Regions from separate parts of the Ovis aries genome. Here region 1 is linked to region 2. The links are chromatin contacts, called in public Hi-C maps. All regions are on one chromosome and are shown on one strand. The core of a region is the stretch at or near the end of the contact, and the rest is flanking DNA. Distances in the headings are between cores, read along the strand shown.

Region 1 (2,931 bases), core at 404-2,903, 57 kb before region 2:
ACTCCCCACCACTGCCAGGGAGGGTAGTGAAGGTATCAGCTGGTTCTGTCCCCCAGCAGGAGCAAGTTCATAAAAGGGGTCCTGGCTCCTCTTCTCCATAACCCACCTTAGAACTCAAGGTACCCCGACCCTGGCCTTGGACCCACAGAAGGGGAGGCTGCTGGGGGCTATACAGGGACAAGAAATGGGGAGCGCGCTGCAGCTAAGCATGGGCCCTGCGCCCGAGGGTGCCGCAGGCCTCCCCTCCCCTCCCGTCTGCCCGCCCCGCTGCCAGCAAGAGGCCATTTTGGAATGTTAATTGGAAACACCGGCTGCAGTCACTCGCCTCCCAGGGCTGCCTCCCCCTTCCACCACCTCTGGGGTGGCTGGCCAAGGACTTGGGGGTCTCGGAAAACCAAAGCTGGGGCAAGGGACACTCCTTACAGCCCTGCCCCAAGCACTTCCAAGAGGTGGCGATTCCCCAGTGACAAGCCCCACATGGGGATCCTCCGAGTCCCCCAAACTCTCCCTCTGCCCTGGCAGGGCTGAGGGTGGTGATTAAAGGTTCCTGTCCTAACTCTGGCCTTCCAGGGACACCCATTCCAGGCTGGAGGAGCTGAACTGGTGCCCAGGAGGGCACCCTCCCTCCTTTGCCGGGCTTCAGGGGGGAACCTGGGAGCTACCATGGCCCCAACAATGGGGAAAAAAGGAAAGCCCAAGTGGGGAAAAGTTTGTTCAGACCACTCGGATCATGCCCGGAAAGGGACGTAGAGGGGGCTACTGTACCAGCCTACACCCGCACAGCTTGGGCAGGGAGCCCTGGAGGGGAGGATGCGAGCGGGGGAGACGTGGCGCCGGCTGGACAGGCCGGGCACGGGGAGAGAAAGCCGCCTCCGTCGGGGGCATCCGGGAGCCACGGGAGCGCCCCAATTCCAGACTGGGTCTCGCTGCCGCCCTTACCTTGGAGGTAGTAGGCCTGGCAGCCGTCGTCGCGCAGCTTTTGCAGGAGAAGGCCAAGCACCGAGGCGGGAGCGCCGGGCTCTGGCTGCCATTCGGCCGTGGCCTCGTCGTAGAGCAGCACGGTGGCCGCCTTGCAGCGCGTAGCGAAACGCTCCTTGTCGGCGTGGTTGGGGATGATGGAGCGAATGGGCAGGTTGCCTTTGCGGAGGCGGCGCAGCATGAGACCCGGGATGGCCAGGTTGATGGCCGTCTCGATGTGTGACGACTCGAAGAGCTCGTGCGGCCGGCAGTCGAGCAGCAGCAGGGACGCGCCGCCGCGCGCCTCCAGCTCCTCCTGCAGCCACTCGGCGCTCTTGCAGGGCATGGCCCCTGCGCCCGCCGCCGCGCCTGCCCCGGTGCCGGCGCCAGATCCAGATCCCGCACCGGGCTCCGACCCCGCCCCGGTGTCCCCAGACGCCGACGCCCCCGAGGCCGACATGTGCGCCCGCGCTGGGGGGCCGCGGAGCTGGTTTTTCATGGGGAGCGCGGGCGGCCCGGGGCCGGGGCCGGGCAGCCCTGCCCTGGGACGGCGCCCCGGCCGCGCGGGCCCCAGCCGCGTCTCCGGGCGCCCGCCTCCCGCCGAGCTGCTCGCCCGCCGCCCCGGCCTCCCGGCCTCCCGGCCTCCGTCCCGCCCGGCCCTCCGCGCGCTCCGCGGCCTGACAGCCCCAATTAAACAGCGTCTCAGGCGGCCGCGCGCCCAGGCGTCCTCGAGGGGGGCGGGGCCGCGCCGCGGCTCCCGAGCTTAAAGGCGCCGCTGCTCCGCCGCCCCTCCCCACGGGGTCTGTGGGCACGCGAGCGGTGCCCTAAGCCCGGAGACCAGCCCCCTGGCCTTCGCTCGGCCTCAGCGCTGCCGCTCAGAACCCACTAAAACTCTCCCAGAGGCCCAACCAAGACACTCCTGGGTCCTATCCCGGAGCTCCCAGTTCTGTGCCTGTCCCAAGAGCTGTCCTCGGGGGACCCGCTCCAGGGATCCTCTCCCCTACATTCCCGCAGTCTCCCGGGGATGGAGCGGAGGAAAGGGGCTATCAAGCTGAGCCGAAGTCCTGTCGACTCCACTGATTCATGAACAACTCCCAGCGAGTTCAGCACACGGGAACTGAACACCTACTCCGTGCCATTCCCTGGGCACCTAGGCTGTCACCGTTTCAGGCGGCTGCACAGTCCTAAAGAGGGCTCTGCGTTTGGAGACCTGAGGGGTCGTCTCACTCCAGCAGGTCCGAGGGGGAAAGCAGGACTAGGCAGCTAAGAAGGTAGGAAGGCCCAGGGCCGTGCCACCCTCCGCGGGCTAGATTGTAGAAATCCCCAAAAGGACCGGCCCTGGGAAGAGACAGCGGGACCTTTAAGAAAGCTTTACAAGCGGAGTGGTGACAGGCGCGGAGTGAAGCGCCACGTGACTTTTCCACAGGACCGGGGTGGGAGGGAGGGGGCCCCCTCTGTAATCTGCTCTCCTCCCACCTTTCCTAACTGTCGAATCAACTTTAATGACAGGCGGGACGCACCACGCAGAGCGCCAATCGCAGCCGAAGGAGCGGGGCAGAGGGAAGGCGGGGCCCGCCAAAAGTTCCACCCAGCGCGGGCTGGGCGGGGCCTCAGCGGCACTGGCTGCGGGTGGCAGGCTGGCTGGCTCCGCGGAGGAGGTGAATGGAGCCGCAGGTAGCCCTGGAACAAAGCGGCTCCACTAGCGCGGCGCGCGTGCGCGGGGCCTGCCGCGCTTCCCCTAAGGAGTCAGGGCTGTCTGCGCTGGGGAGTCCGTCCCTGGCTGATCCTGCAGTCCGTCCGGTCCGTTCCCTGCCCGGCGGAGTGCGCCCACATCCTTGGGGCTTACCCCCTCCCACTCTGCCCGAGGCTGGGCGGCTCCCCGCCACCCTGCCTCTACATCCTGGAGGGAATCAGGGTCAGAGATGAATGGCGGCGGTGCCTGAGATTTGCCAGAGTGCGTGCCTCTGGAACCTG
Region 2 (3,142 bases), core at 360-2,859:
CGGCTATCTGGCCCAGAGGCTGAGGAAGACAGGATGCTTTTGCCCCTTTAAGAAATGGGGAAAATACCTCTTGCTTGTTTCCAATTAAGAGTCTCTCAATTTTCCTAACAGAAAGGCTGAGACCTAGGGACACAGGCTTCAACCGGCCTGGGTTGCTCATCAGCAGGTGCCCTTAGGGCTCAGGTTTCTCCTCTGTGCAGCACCAGGGGTGGGAACGAATTATGCCGCAGGAGTCACACAGAGATGGCCTATCCACTAAGTCCCAGGAAACATGAAAACAAAGTCCAGACCCTGCCAGGCCCAACAATGGCCAAACCAGGCAAGCAGGCACTGGGAGGGTCGGGGAGGCTCTGCTTTCCTGTGCCTCTCACCGGGCTCTCGATGCCCGTGTGCCTGGCACTCTCTGACTGCTTGAGGATCAGAGATTGGGCACTTTCAGGGTGGCATGGCCTTAGACAACTGCTTGAGGATCTGCTGCCAAGAACCCCCTTTAATAGCTTGAAATTCTGAGCCAGAATTGGCCTCAAGTAGAGAAAGGAGAGGCTCTTCTCTAAGACATATAAACTTGGGGTGCGCATCTGCTCTAACTACTCACAATGCCCCATCTACAGATCCATACTGCTCTTCACTATGAAAAGCGAATGCTGGCCACAAATGTGTGTTCTCACCAAGAGACCCAAGTCTCCCAACTTCCCGAGCAAGAACGCAAATCTACGAGACAGGTGGAGATGGCTCCCTTCCCTACCTTGATCTGATGACTCCTCAGGCCAGGGCCCTGCGTGAGAACCCAGATCTTGAGCAAACGCCACCCAGGACTCCCAGATCCTCAGCATGGGACAAGATCCAGTGCCAGGGCTCTCTGGGCCAGGAATCAGGGCCCAAGAACCCTTAAGTCAAGCCCAGTCTGCAAACAAAAACTGTGGGAACTAAAGTAGGGGTACAGGGGGTGTCAGGGGCTCCATGGACCAAAGGAACTAAGAAGAAGAAATGGACCACCCTGAGTGAAGGCTGAGGCCTTGGACAGACAGCCTCGGCTAACCTGGCCTCCTCTTCCTGGGGACAGAAGAGGAGGGCTAAGGTTCGGGGGGTCCTAGGCACTGTGCCCCAAGGAGTTGTGGGGGCAAGGGGGAAAGGAGGGCTGCTTCCTCCCAGCTCATAGATTTGCTTTCATGTGTGGGAGCAGAGAGGACTCAGGCTACTCATCAGGATGTATAACTGACACCTGCAAGAGTCTGGAAGCCACACCAGCCCTCACAGGGACAGCCTGCTGAGCAGAGTCAACCTCCAAGATGACCTGGTCAGAAGCGCCCCGGGCCCTGGCTTGCTGTCCCTCATCACAGCAGGGGCAGGGGGCTTGTCTAGTTCTGTCAGACAGAGGAAGGAAAAGGAACATTCTAAAAATAGAAAAAAGGAAAACAAAATTTAAAAATAGAGCTTGGTGAGCACTTGCCATGTGCTAGGCATGGTTTCAAGTGCCTGCTCGATGGGTAACACCTCATGCAATCTCACAGAGGAGGAGGAGTTCGCATCTTCCCGCCTGAGCTGAGTGGAGAAAAGCCCTTGGCCCGAGACCTCAAGGTTCTCTCAACTGGAGGGCAGCCAGCTCAGAGAACTCAGGAAGTGGTTTTCTAGTTTTACTGAATTACCTAGAATTTGGCCTTCTTAACCTCCCGCCCCACCCAGCACAACCTTCCTTCCTAATTGCACAACAGGCTCTCAGATGTTTGGAGGAAGGCAAGAGTAAGATTGTTATCAGAATAAATGCATCTTTGCTATGAAGAACGATTTTAGGATGCTTCTGTGGTTGAGGCAGAAGTCAGCTACAGTGGCTGGGACTTGGAGAGCAGGTGCCAAATCCAAGGTCGGCCAAGACACAGTGGTCAACAGCCACAGGGACTGAGCAGAAAACACAGGAGGGAGTGAGAACCCTGAGAGTGAGTGAGAGAGGGCGAGGCAGTCAGGGCTGGGGTAGGAAACAAAGCTCGATACAGTCCCCCAACGACGCCAGTAAAGCCCCTGCCCCAGACAGTGTGCGGGGACCCCACAGGCCCCTCTGGAGGCATTCACCTGCCTGAAACCTCCCAACCTTCTTCCACCACGCAGCACGCTACAGGGCAGAACGTGGTGTTTCCTGCCCATTCTCAGCCCAGGGCACGGGCTGTAGTCCTGCCTCTGCAGGCTTCCAAGAAGAGAAAGCTCTTTAGCCACAGTCCCAAGATCCCTTCTCATCACAACTCAGCCAAGAATAGAGGGAAAATGGAACCCATTATTCTCATTCTGAAGGGCTGGGAAATGGCTTTTGCTTTTCAACATGAAATGTGTCTAAAAATAAGCTGTGAATTTCAACCAGAGGTTGAAAATAGCTCCGGCACTGAACAGAGCTCTGTTCACAGTGGGCTCAAGGATGGCCTTCATTCCAAGAGCAAGCGCTGAAGCCACTGCCAGAGCAGGGGTTCAGGCCAGGGGCTGTCACAGGATCACAGGGCCACCCCTGCCATGGTCTGCCCCTCTGGCTTTAGACTGCCAAACTCTAACAGGCATGTGGTCCAGAATTCAAGATCCAGCACCTGGCCCAATGCGCTTCTAACATCCCCAAATGCCCAGGGGTGACTCATGTGGCATTTGAATCTGAGACCCAGAGTGTAAACAGGGCTGGGGGGAGAAGGGGGGAGGTGGACATCAGGATCAAGAGCTCCCTGGCACGGCGGTGGTGCTCAAGGCTCTCTGGGAAGCCAAGCCACCAAATTCTCACCAGGCACTACACCTCAGAGCCAGGGAAAGCCTGCAGGCAGGAAGGGCAAGAACACACTTTAAGTGTAGTAAGGAAAATCAAACTGTTAAAGGTCTTTTTCTGCTGTTTACCATCACCCCTGGAGATTCCAAAGTTTGATAAGCCAAACATTTCTACAAAATGGGCTTGTGTTAGAAAGCCAGACTAAGAGACCTGGGCCACAGTTGCTTGGTTGGGGGAGAGCCCAGATCTGGCCCATCAAGCAGGATCACAGGCTCCAGAGTTAGTGGCATCCCCAAGCCCCTCCCACCCCCAGCCAGCCCTGCTGCAGAAGCCCCTCTTCTGGGCTCACTCCCAAGGCGGAGTCACTGTAGTGACTCTCAACCAGGAGCAGCGCTGCTCCCCACGGGA

The links. A called contact is a pair of places that touch in the nucleus more often than the background predicts.
Region 1: a Hi-C map of hypothalamus shows a contact between it and region 2, with 2.8 times the contacts expected there. The contact joins the promoter of DUSP7 here to the enhancer-like site in region 2. A contact is called at or near these places in 6 of 16 Hi-C or Micro-C datasets (blood, hypothalamus, liver and 3 more).

Annotation. Positions count from the first base shown.
Region 1 is chr19:48,895,996-48,898,926 of ARS-UI_Ramb_v3.0, reverse strand. DUSP7 (dual specificity phosphatase 7) reads right to left here and starts at 1,653. Exons shown (of 3, transcript XM_027957564.3): 1 at 940-1,653. The coding sequence starts at 1,456. LOC121817246 (a long non-coding RNA gene) reads left to right here and starts at 2,562. Exons shown (of 3, transcript XR_009597514.1): 1 at 2,562-2,931.
Region 2 is chr19:48,838,813-48,841,954 of ARS-UI_Ramb_v3.0, reverse strand. All of the region lies in intron 10 of POC1A (POC1 centriolar protein A), which reads right to left. Among named protein-coding and RNA genes, the nearest start is that of DUSP7, 57 kb to the left of the region's middle. Within about 2 kb of position 1,609, at least 16 of the 54 cell types and tissues checked have an H3K27ac peak or open chromatin away from gene starts, as enhancers often do. A contact at or near this core is called in hypothalamus, where this site is marked.